Regions from separate parts of the Hordeum vulgare genome. Here region 1 is linked to region 2. The links are chromatin contacts, called in public Hi-C maps. All regions are on one chromosome and are shown on one strand. The core of a region is the stretch at or near the end of the contact, and the rest is flanking DNA. Distances in the headings are between cores, read along the strand shown. Region 1 has its middle 310 kb from the start of LOC123409706. Region 2 has its middle 110 kb from the start of LOC123409955.

The links. A called contact is a pair of places that touch in the nucleus more often than the background predicts.
Region 1: a contact with region 2 is called in a Hi-C map of leaf, with 5 times the contacts expected there. The contact joins two enhancer-like sites. A contact is called at or near these places in 2 of 6 Hi-C or Micro-C datasets (both in leaf).

Annotation. Positions count from the first base shown.
Region 1 is chr7H:438,129,574-438,135,287 of MorexV3_pseudomolecules_assembly, forward strand. No RefSeq gene overlaps it. Among protein-coding and RNA genes, the nearest start is that of LOC123409706, 310 kb to the right of the region's middle. Within about 2 kb of position 2,263, at least 1 of the 3 cell types and tissues checked has open chromatin away from gene starts, as enhancers often do. A contact at or near this core is called in leaf, where this site is marked.
Region 2 is chr7H:437,629,290-437,634,882 of MorexV3_pseudomolecules_assembly, forward strand. No RefSeq gene overlaps it. Among protein-coding and RNA genes, the nearest start is that of LOC123409955, 110 kb to the right of the region's middle. Within about 2 kb of position 2,287, at least 3 of the 3 cell types and tissues checked have open chromatin away from gene starts, as enhancers often do. A contact at or near this core is called in leaf, where this site is marked.

The DNA.
Region 1 (5,714 bases), core at 1,013-3,512, 500 kb after region 2:
CTTAAGTAATAGATTACGTAGTTGTAGCATTTTTGCGGAGGGAGTAGCACTTTAGACTACTCATAGTGGGGAGTAACTTCTATTAGTAACATCGCATGGTTACTAATCTATGTTACCACCTTTATAGTGGGAGTAATATTTGTGTGATGTCATGCAACACTTTATTTATTAACATGTAGACTCATTTTATTTTGGTATGTGTCATGTTATTTATAGTATGAGTAACTAGCTATGTTACTCAATCCATCTCTCTTTTTATTAAATCATTGTCACATAAGCAAAATTTGTTGAGTTGGACTTGATGTTACTGCTGAAGTAACTTCCACTACGGATAGTCTTAGCCCAGTTAGACTAGAGGTTTAAATGACAATTAACTATACATACTCTAGAATCTAGTTAGTTTGGGCATATAGTGGGAAGTAATTTATACTGGTATCACTCATATGATACTGGTCTAAGTTATTACCTTTATAATGCAAAGTAAGATGATACTAGTGTTATAAATGACTTTATTTATTAATTTATAGACTCATCTTTTATCTAACATATGTTACCAAAGTTAGACTAGTCATAAAACGCAAAAAATTTAAGAAGTTAGATTATTCATAACTGCTACCAGTCTAGAATCTAGATACATAGTATACTCGCACTACAGAGAAGAGTACAGTATTTTTTGAACATTGTACTAGTACTAGTTTAGCTCATTCTTGTTCTGACCCTGTTTGGATACTCTAACTTAGCTAGAGGTTAGAGTTAGTTTCTAACTTTAGTCTAACCATGAGCTAACTCTAGCCTTTGATGGTGTTTGGATGCAAAGGTTAGTTTGACAATAAATGCATTTTTTTAATCATGTGTATCTTTTAACCAGGATTTGTTGTGGCCAGCTTTTATGTAGGTCTGGTGCAGGGATATGGAGGAGGATGGAGGCGACCGGTGGCAGGTGGACGAGGCGGCCTGGACGGGACGCTACGGAGGTGGCCGGCGGGGGCGAGCAGGCCGAGCGGGGCGAGCGCGGCCGGGCGGCGCGAGCGCGGCGGGCGGGGCGAGCGCGGCCGGCGGGGGCGAGCGCGGCCGGGCGGGGCGAGCGTGGCGGGCGGGGCGAGCGCGGCCGGGCAGGACGAGTGCGGCCGGGTGGGGCGAGCAGGCCGAGCGACGTGCGATGCGGGAGGATGGAGAGGAAAGGATCCGATGCGGTTAAAATATTATTATTATTACCTGTCCATCCCCAACTAGCTCCAATTAGCACCTCTTCTCAGCGCTAGTTTTTTTTGTGGTCTGTTTGCATCTAACCTAAACTAGCCCATGTATTTGGATACTTTGGGAGCTAGTTCAGCTCAAACTAGGTCTAGCAGTGGGATCCAAACAGGACCTATACGGAGCCTCTCCAATCCACATATAATTGACAACGTTCCTGTTGTTGTTGTGCTCATATACTGTGGAAGTGTGATTGGTTCTCGGCCTTACTAGTCATCGTGTCGTTGTCATCACAGGCCAGACAGAGGCACAGCCGGCCATGTCCATTGCCCTGAATGCAGAAAGAAGCCATCATGATAGAGTATGAGATGCTCTCTACTAGGTAGACCTATGTTTTCTGTAGTAGGCCACTAGCTAGCTAGCTTGCTAGGCCTGCAGATTCATTGACAGGATTCTTGGGTCCAAAAGCATGCAGTTAGTGGTATAGTTGCTAGGCCTGCAATATATAACTATGCAGTTTGAAGGAGCAGCAGCAGCCAGCAGCAGCTGAGTCCAAGAAAAGCTGAGCCATTTCATGGTTAACCACTTGAGTTTGATCAGATGGATTCAGGGTCACTGTGCGTGCGTGCGTTTTGGCCTTGGGAAGCTAAATGCCAGGCCCCCCTATTTACCACCTTTGGTTTCCTGCGTGTTCTTTGCTATTAGCATTTCGGTCATTTCACTGTATCATCTGGCAATTCTTGGCCGCATGATGATGATGATGATGATGCCTATTGACATCAGGCGTGTCATGTGATCCATCAGTCACCTAGCCAGCCGTGCACTGAAGGAGATGCAAGGGGAGGGAGGGAGACCATGCGTGTTCGGCCTCGGATCGTCAGTTTGATCGACTGAAACAATTCATGTCGTGTGGTTAGGAAATAGGGAGTACCAGTAGCGAATTCTGTCATGGTCATTGACCACTGCTTCTGGTACCACTCGTACCGGCTCACCGTGGTGCACCCTTTGAATCGAAAGGCCATGCATGCATATGCACGAGAGGCAAAGAAAGTGGTTCGATGCAGTCGCAGGCTTTCTTCTTTTCCTTTGCTAGCTTTTTGTTGCTTTGGCGCACTCTGATGCAGATGCAGCAGCAGAATTGAAGAGTGCATGCATTCGATTCAGTGCCCGGCCGGCCCCCTCGATCAGAATCAGATCATGGTATGCAATCCTGCATCGTAGATCACCAGATCCCCATACATCGCTATCGCAACCCCAGAACGACACAGCCTTTTCCTCCCATCCTTTTCTAACTGCAATACAACGCTTCGTTATGACTACCCTCTTTAATCTAGAGTACTAGTACTCCAGTATCTCTCCCTCCCTCCCTCCCCCTCTCTCTCTACACATCTTTGCATTGCACCCCTACGGCCGGCTTTCTTTCTCTCTGCCATGATTAATTCTGTCTTTCTCACTCATAGTACTGCATGCATGCTGCTGCAGGATGAAGAGGAGGAGAAGGCTATAGCTAGCTACCTTGGGACTAGCAACCAGAAGCAACAGAGTACCCTTTGCTGAACAAGGAAACCCTCCTTCTGAAAGTACACTGCATGCTGCTGCTCGGCAGGCCGCGCTCGGGAGTATATATGTTCTCTTCAGCAAATGACTGCACCAAGAATTAACCTTTACTTACTGACCTGTTGCTCACGGAATTTTGGTATATTTGCACCAAGCAGGCAATCCCCATGAGTAGCTACGTCATTTACTTGCTCAAGGGCATCCTCGCTCCCGCATCTGTTCGCGAACAGAAAGCTACTACATATGTCCGCGTACGTTTCAAATAAGTTTTATCAAAAATGAACAAATTTGATACAAAATCAAACAAATCGGACGATATCCATTCATACTTGGAAGGCTTTTACAAAACCAAATGCTCTTCATTTAAACTGAAGCAAATTCATTACATTTAGACGTATTTCAGCCAAGCTTTTAAATCTAGGCCGATATAACCGATATATAGGCCGATATATTAGTTTTGGGGCTCCACTGATATACACATAACATATCATTCTGTAAATATCATTTTCACATATATCATCCAATATGAACCGATATGACCGATATGTAAGCCGATATGCCCACCGATATATACCAGTACATCGAAGAACACAATTATTTATCAGAAAGAGGTGTAAAAAACATTATGTATTTAAAACTTCATCGTATTATCAATCATTCATAATGTTTCGTAAAACACATATATAACATATTGTTCCTGAACTTAGAGTGAGATTTTTGTGAATCTATCTTAAATAGTTCATTAATTAAGAAAGGCATAACCTATGAATTTTGATTTGTTATCCTAGAGCGTTGGCACCATGCATTTTGTTTTTACTAAAAAAGACATTTTCATACAAGAGTGTTGGGGAAAAAATCTAGATATATTCCTTCCGATATATCAACATATTCATGCGATATATCATCCGATTTCCGACATTCGATATGTACAAGCCAAACTGATATGACCCCGATATATGATATTCTGAACTTTGATTTCAGCTAGACCGGACTCTGACATAGACAAAAATGACCTTCGGGTCCGTTCCCCATCTCCGGCCGGCCATGAGCCCTAAAAAATCATGTTGTCCTCCTCTACCTCCTCCGCAGCCCTCCACTTCGATGATATATCTTCCCCATGTCCAACAATACGCTCCTCGAAATCACGGGAGACCTGGAGATATATGTTCCGGAAGAGCGGAAGAATAGCCTCCATCTTCTCTTTGCTTGACAACTTCGCTCATCGAAGTGGCACCGGATGGATTTGCTTCAGCCGCAGGGGAAGGGTGACCTCCGCTTCCGTGAATGATGAATCAAGACTGGTTTTTTTGGGGTGGGGGACGATGGTTGCCTGCGAGCAGGCAGGACACCGGCTATGCACGCCGACGACGCGCCAGCAGGCAGAAGACGAATGATGCGGTCACAGGCACGGGAGCAGCGGGCCTCGTCCACGATAACCACGATGCCAGTGCCACCGTGCTCATCCACATGCCCTCCTGGAGAAACTCGTAACTACTCCGCGAGTTAGCTTGGAGCGGTGAGTTACTGAACCACGCGTCGGCTTGGAGCCTCGCCCATGGTATTGACGGCCTGAAGCGGCTAGGAAGGTGAAGCAGTGAGTTGTCTGGCTTGTATCCGACGGGCTTGATGCATGGGCCACCCAACGAAATTTTATGCCGGATAACACCTCTTCCTGCTCGCCGGATGCCATGTGAAGAATATGACGCAAGGAGGGGATGGGGAGAGGAGATGTGATGCGATTCTTCACCCGGCGTCGGGCCTTGTTAAAATAGCGGGCGAACACGAGGAACCAACCAACGTTGTGTTTAACATCGACCGTCTTGCGAACGAACATGTGACCGAAGTATGTTGCTTGACACAAGCATGGGTTTAATGGAGGCGGGCGAGCAATCTGTAGCCATTTGAATGTGGTGGGTAGGCATATTCAGCCCGACGTGCAATGGGTGACGCTCTTTCGTCCGGCGCGTCGTTACAATACAGAGGTCACGTCTGCTATGGACCGGTGTCAATGTGAAGCCGGTGTTGAGCGGGAACACACACTCACGAGGAGAGTTTGGATGGGCCAAGGTTGCCAGACACGGACGTGGTAGCGCTCCCGGCGCTAGCAAACACATTCCTACTTTGTTTCCCGTTTGGGAGAAAAAACGTGTCCTAACTGTCTCGCGGACAGATGCAGGACTCTGTTGCATGACATAACACATCCGGGCTGCATGGTCTAAACTATTGTGGGCGGTATTCATGCTTGCGCTAGTGCTAGCTATTGTGAAAAAAAAAAAATTCAAAATCGCCTTAATCCGGCGTGTAGTAGTGTGTACTCTAATATATGGTATTAGAACGTGACTTTCTATGTAATTTCATGCCTATTTTCTCTATTCACCTTTTCTTGCTAGCTACCTAGGTAGGAGCAACGTAAGCGGCCTTTTTCATAGAGCTAAATTTATCATTAGAAATAAAGAGTCCACAAGATTATGGGAGGACACGTGGGTTGGGGAAGACGCCTCTAGCCATACAATATCCATCTTTATAATATTGTGCAACGTAAGAAGTCGTACATTGTCATAATATTACAGTCTAATCCTCGAAATATTCAATTCCGAAAAGCTTTAACAGGTCGTCGATGGGAAGCTTGGTTACACTTAGTCAGAAGACTCATGGATGTCCAGTTATCGGACGAGTCCGATAGGCTTCATTGGAAGCTAACAACTAATAGCATCTTTATAGTGAAATCGATGTATTTGAACCTTATTGACACAACATCAGTCTCCAAGTTGATTCATATCTGGAAGGTCAAAGTACCCTTATGAATCAAAGTCTTTATGTGGGTTTACAAGAAGGTGATTCTCACTAAGGATGATTTGGCAAAGCGCAATTGGGAGGAAAGTAAACTATGTAGCTTTTGTGATCACGATGAAACTATCAAACACCTTTTTCTCCAATATCCGCTAGCAAAAAGTTTATGGCAA
Region 2 (5,593 bases), core at 1,037-3,536:
ATCTGCTCACTCTTGAAACACAAAGAGATGCAATCAAACAACATGCATCCAGTTGAATTTTGATGCAATGGATACAACCAATCAATATACATGTGTTGGGGTTTTTTGTATGCATATGTTCAGCCAATCCTAACTGGATCAAACATGCAAATGGAACCGGAACGCACCCGTTATATCCCGTCTTGTGCAAGATTAAAGAAGCACTTGTACTTGACAATTCATAGCGGGCCACGACCCACTCGAAGAGTGCACTTTTGCTAGCGATTTTTAAGGAAACAACATGTACGATTTTAGGAAGGTTTCGTAAGTTCATTTCCTCTTTTCTGTGTTTTTCTCTACTGATCTACCGTTTCTCTATTTTTGGTATATTTTATTTTTATTTTTTAAATACATATTAAATTTTTAAATACTTTTCAAACCTTTTTGAATACTTGTGAAACATTTTTCAGATACACATCAAACACTTTTCAAATACAGGTTAAACATTTATCCGAACACATGTTGAACATTTGTTTGTCAAATGCATTTTCAAAAATATCATAAATCTATTATTTTGAATTGTACACTTTTTTTGGAAAATTATGCAAATGTTTAATGAACATTTTTGGCAAGTACCTCTGATATGGTTTAAAATGCGTAAACTTTCAAAACGACGTGTCAATTTTTGTAATGGTATGAACAGTTTTTCTAACAAATTACAAGGAAAACAAATACATTTTCACAATTTCCAAATATGATAAACATATTTTTAAATGCATGATCATTTTTAAAATATATCAAAATTATGGGAAAATGATGTGATATTCATGAGTATCTCCTATTTACTAATCGGAGTCACTTTTTAAGATCTCTCATTAATCTGCATCATCAAAATTAATTAAACCGTTGGATTGTAGAATTAACGTTTAGGATAAAAAGAAAATGTACGTGATACATATGGGCCCATACCACAAAAAATAGGCATCTGACATGTGAAACATTTCGCCACAGTTTTTATAAAAAAAACTGCACGTACATATAAAAGGAATAAACTAGCACGTACATGTAAGAGTCCTCCATAACCACGTTCTCTAAAAATACACGTGACTCTATCTGCCTACAGAATAAGTAAACATATAATGACAAGTTATCAAGCGTTTAAGCCCAAGGATAAAAACTGCCCACGTCCCAATTCCAAGAAAAAAACACGTGCATGTTCCATTGAAAAATGAAAAAAAACAATACGCTTATCTTTCCGAAATTATTTTTCAGCAGCACGCACAATGAATAGTACTCAACGTTGATGTCATAGGATAAAAGGAGCCCACATCCCAATTTCCTGAAAAACATGTACATGTTTCCCTCAAAAATTTAAAGAAGACACGTAAAAAACTTATCAATCATCACGTTATGGGGAAGAGAGAGCTAATGCGTGATTGCCAAGGAAATTTCTATCGTACCATATGAGATAAAGACCCTGGAGCCAATTAATTTAAGATGCGAAATCATTAAATTGTAAGATGATAACTCAGAACATATACATAAAGTTTCATGCAAAAAAACCTATATAAACCCCGTAATTTTTATTGGTATTTCAAATAGGTGTATTTTTCACAACCATGCCCTTTTAAATTTCAAATTGATGGGTAATTGTTTTTCAAGTATAACTGCATACTCTACTTTTTAATTTGATATAAAAGAGATACATTCACAATTAAATGATTTTTAGTTAAAGAGGAAGCTCTCAGCAATGCACAAAGATGTAATGGTGATTATGTAAATGGTAGAAATAGCTTTGTTTTTCTTTGTATGTGTAAATTTTTTCGACATGAATGAAGTAGAATTGTGGTTGTGCTATATTTACACCGAGCATGGCAATCTTTTTGTACATATCGTTGACCCATTTATATGAAAAATTGAATTATTGTAATAGTATGCAATTACACAACGTTAAGAAGAACTATATCTTGCCCGTGCAGAAGCACGGATTGATGACTAGTTATTATAATTTGAGATCAACATGTTTTTAAAAAAGAACAATAATTTAAAAAATATATTATTTTTGGAAACAATGTCCGCAAACTTAAAATTAAAATAGACATTCAAGTATGTGTAAAAGATATCATGTATTTTCCCCAAAAGAACAAAGAAAAAAATCAACACCAAATTGTGTTTTACATGTATTAATCATGACTGGATATTGATCTTAGTGCGCGAGACCGCTTTGGCTACATAGGTGTACAAGCCAATTGTCTAACCTTTTACAAGGTTGCCAATTGGGGACCTACTATATGGCGCCGTAGGCGCCCGTTTACCCTCCTGGCGCCTGCAGTGCCCCGCCTTGGGCCGGCCCATCGAAGAGCTCAGCACCCTATAGGCCCTGAAAGTGTTCATTGATTTTTGGAAAATTAAGTACATTAATTTTGCAAAAATATTTCTTCCAATGGTAAAAATGTTGACAGATTTTAAATATAAAAATAATAATATTTGAAAAATGTTTATCACATTTGATAAAGGTTCATTAATAGTTATAAAAAGTTCAGTAATTTTGAAAAAAGTTCATCAAATTTGAAAAAAAGTTAATCGGTGTGTAAAAAAAGTTCAACGAATTTCAAAATATTTCATTGAATTTGAAAAAAGTTCCTCACCACTTTAAAAAAGTTCACCAAAATAAAAAGAGTTCATTAGTTTTGAAAAAAAGTTCATCAAATTTAAAAAATGTTTATCCAATTTAAAAAAGTTCATCGATGTGAAAAAAGCTCATCAAATTATAAAAAAAGTTCATAAAATTAAAAATATTCATTGAATTTGAGATAAAATTCATCAAAAATTTAAAAACTTTCATTCAATTTGAAAAAAGTTCGTCAATTATGACAAAAGTTTGATGAATTTGAAAAAATTCATTGACTTAAAGAAAAAGTTTCCGAACTATAAAAAATCATCAAGCCATGAAGAAAAAAAAGGAAAAACAGAAAGAAAAAAGAGAAGCAAAAAACAAAAAACAGAAGCAAAAAAACGAAAAACAGAAGCAAAAAAGAAAACCAAAAAAGGAATAAGAAAAGAGCAAAAGAAAATTAGTCATGTGATCTGGTGTGGTAGTGCGGTGGTTACTGCATATGCTAACCTGAGCTGAAGATCGAGAGTTCGATTCACCGCGGCGCCTAGTCCTTTTATTTAATTCAGAACAGAAAGGAAAAAATGCTGAGATGGACCGTCCCAGCGCGTGTCGCCGTAGGCGCCTATTAGTAGAATTGCACTATGGACGCGTGTGACGCCCAATAGGATTGGCCTGCCAATGGTCTAATGTTTTCGTTGAGGCAAACATGTTTTATTATACAGCTATCACCATAACATAGACGAAGTTAAGATCGCTAGGTAGCCCAAACCAAACACGGTGCCTGACCCCTAAAGTTAAAGCATGCTTTGCAAGACGACAAGCCTCAACATTCGAGGCCCTCCATTCATGACAAATATTACAAGAAATAAGAGTAGCTAGCCGAAGCTATATTTCATCGTAAGAAATTCGAAATCACTAATTGAGAAGTATTTTTTTTAAAGATCACTCTCACCTTTTTAGATTACGACAAATGACGCACTGCTTATGTGTCACTTGTTGTAATCTGAAAATATTTTTTTATACATCCGTATTTTTAAAACATTTGATCTCTTAAACAGTGCGTCGAAATCTCAAACCGTTTCCATTGCTGGGTTCCTAGCATCGAGATCTTTAAAAATATATTCCATGTTGATAGGTTGGGATGAACTTTTTTCATGAAAAAAGCCGGACAAAGAAACAACCGTGCCTCTCGCGATAGAAAAAAATAGATTTTTTTTTCATTTTTGAAAGGCACAATCGTGCCTCTTACGGAAGCAAAATCGTGCCTCTCGCAAAAGAAAACAAAAAACACACGTTTTTCCGATTCCGAAAGGCACGACCATGCCTCTCCCGAAAGCAAAATCATGTCTCTTGCGGAAGCAAAACCGTACCCCTTGCAAAAAATAGAAAATATGTTTGTATTTATTTCCGAGAGGCACTCACGAAAGCAAAAACCGTGTCTCTCGTGAAAAATAAAAAAAACATTTTTTTGTTTTAAAGAGTCATGGCCATTCCTCTTATGAAAGCAAAATTGTGTCTCTCACAGAAAAAAAACAGATAACGTGATTTTCGCACTTTTTTCCATCGAAAAGCTGAAAAGACCGGTGAAAAACCAAACACCAAGAAAATCCAAAAAATCTAACCTAAAAAATCAAAAAACACGTGCAAAAAATAAAATTCAAAGAAAACACCCAGAAACATCACACGTGACGACGGTAAAACGCGTCAAATAACGACGCATTGAAGTAATCATTAGAGGATCCTGAAAGAATGCTTCCTAACTAGTTGCTTCCAAGAAGATGTGCCACTTGCTTGTAGGGATGACAATTTTATCCATGGATTTCGATACCAGTGGATACCCGACCCGGTTGAGTAAGGGTATGGAACGTATTTTTTTTATGGATCCGTGGATCTGGATGGCCATGAACAGCCGAGTTGGACACGGTTGTAATTTTTGCTCCATGGATATCCACTAGATAACCGTATGACACATGAGCCCCTATGGGAGTGACTCCAAACTAAGAAAATGTCCAACGAAAGTCACTCGCAGCCATAGAAGGTCAAAGTCTGACCCATGTTTCGTAATTCCCCGCAACTCCACTAATATAATATTAAACATAATCGTAGTTAATTAACGATGATGAGTTCATTTGATCTTTGGGAAGGCTTCATGTTGATTTTTCTATGCCCATGGAGCTCTGTGGGTATCTGGATATCCAATAGGTTTGGGCATGTGCATAATTTGTGTCCTTGGATGCTTTGATGGATGGGCACACGGTAGGAAGATGGGTCATGGGTTGGATTTGGACCAGCTCCACCCGCTTCAAACCTGACCCATTGCCATCTCTACTTGCTTGATTGCATCAACCACCACCTTGCAATGTGAGACCGTCGTAATACTCTGAATATATAGATCTCCCGAACCTCCATAGCTTCAAGAGTCGCTAGGTCCAGGATGGTGGCATACACGGCCTCGGAAGCGCCCTGAAAAGTGCCCAGCTGGTCTCGACATACTGCCACCAATTGTCTCAATTGGAGATGAGCTATTGCAGGAACTCCTATGCGTCGCCCGTTGCGACCGATTCTCGAGTGGACACACGCGAGTTGCCTCACTAGGCCGGCCCAGTTGTTTTTTGTCTTAAGAAAACTTGATTTTTTTTCTTTTTTGTTCCTTTTTTTCCATTTTTGCTTATTTCCTTTCTTTTTTTCGCATGTCCTTTATTTTTGACCGTTTCGAATTTGAAGCAAAAACATTTGTTAAATTTGAATAATATTTTTTGAAAATTCATTTTTAAAATTTTTTGAACAATGTTTGATAAATCACACTTTTTTTAAATTTGGAACATTTTTAAAAGCAAGAAGATTTTTTGAACTTTAAGAACAATTTTCGAACACGAACATAGTTTAAAAATTGAACATAATGTGGATATTTCGAGTTTTTTTTGAAAATACAGTACATTTTTTGAAAATATTGAACATTTTATAAAAATAGTGGATAATTTTTAAAATATCAAACGT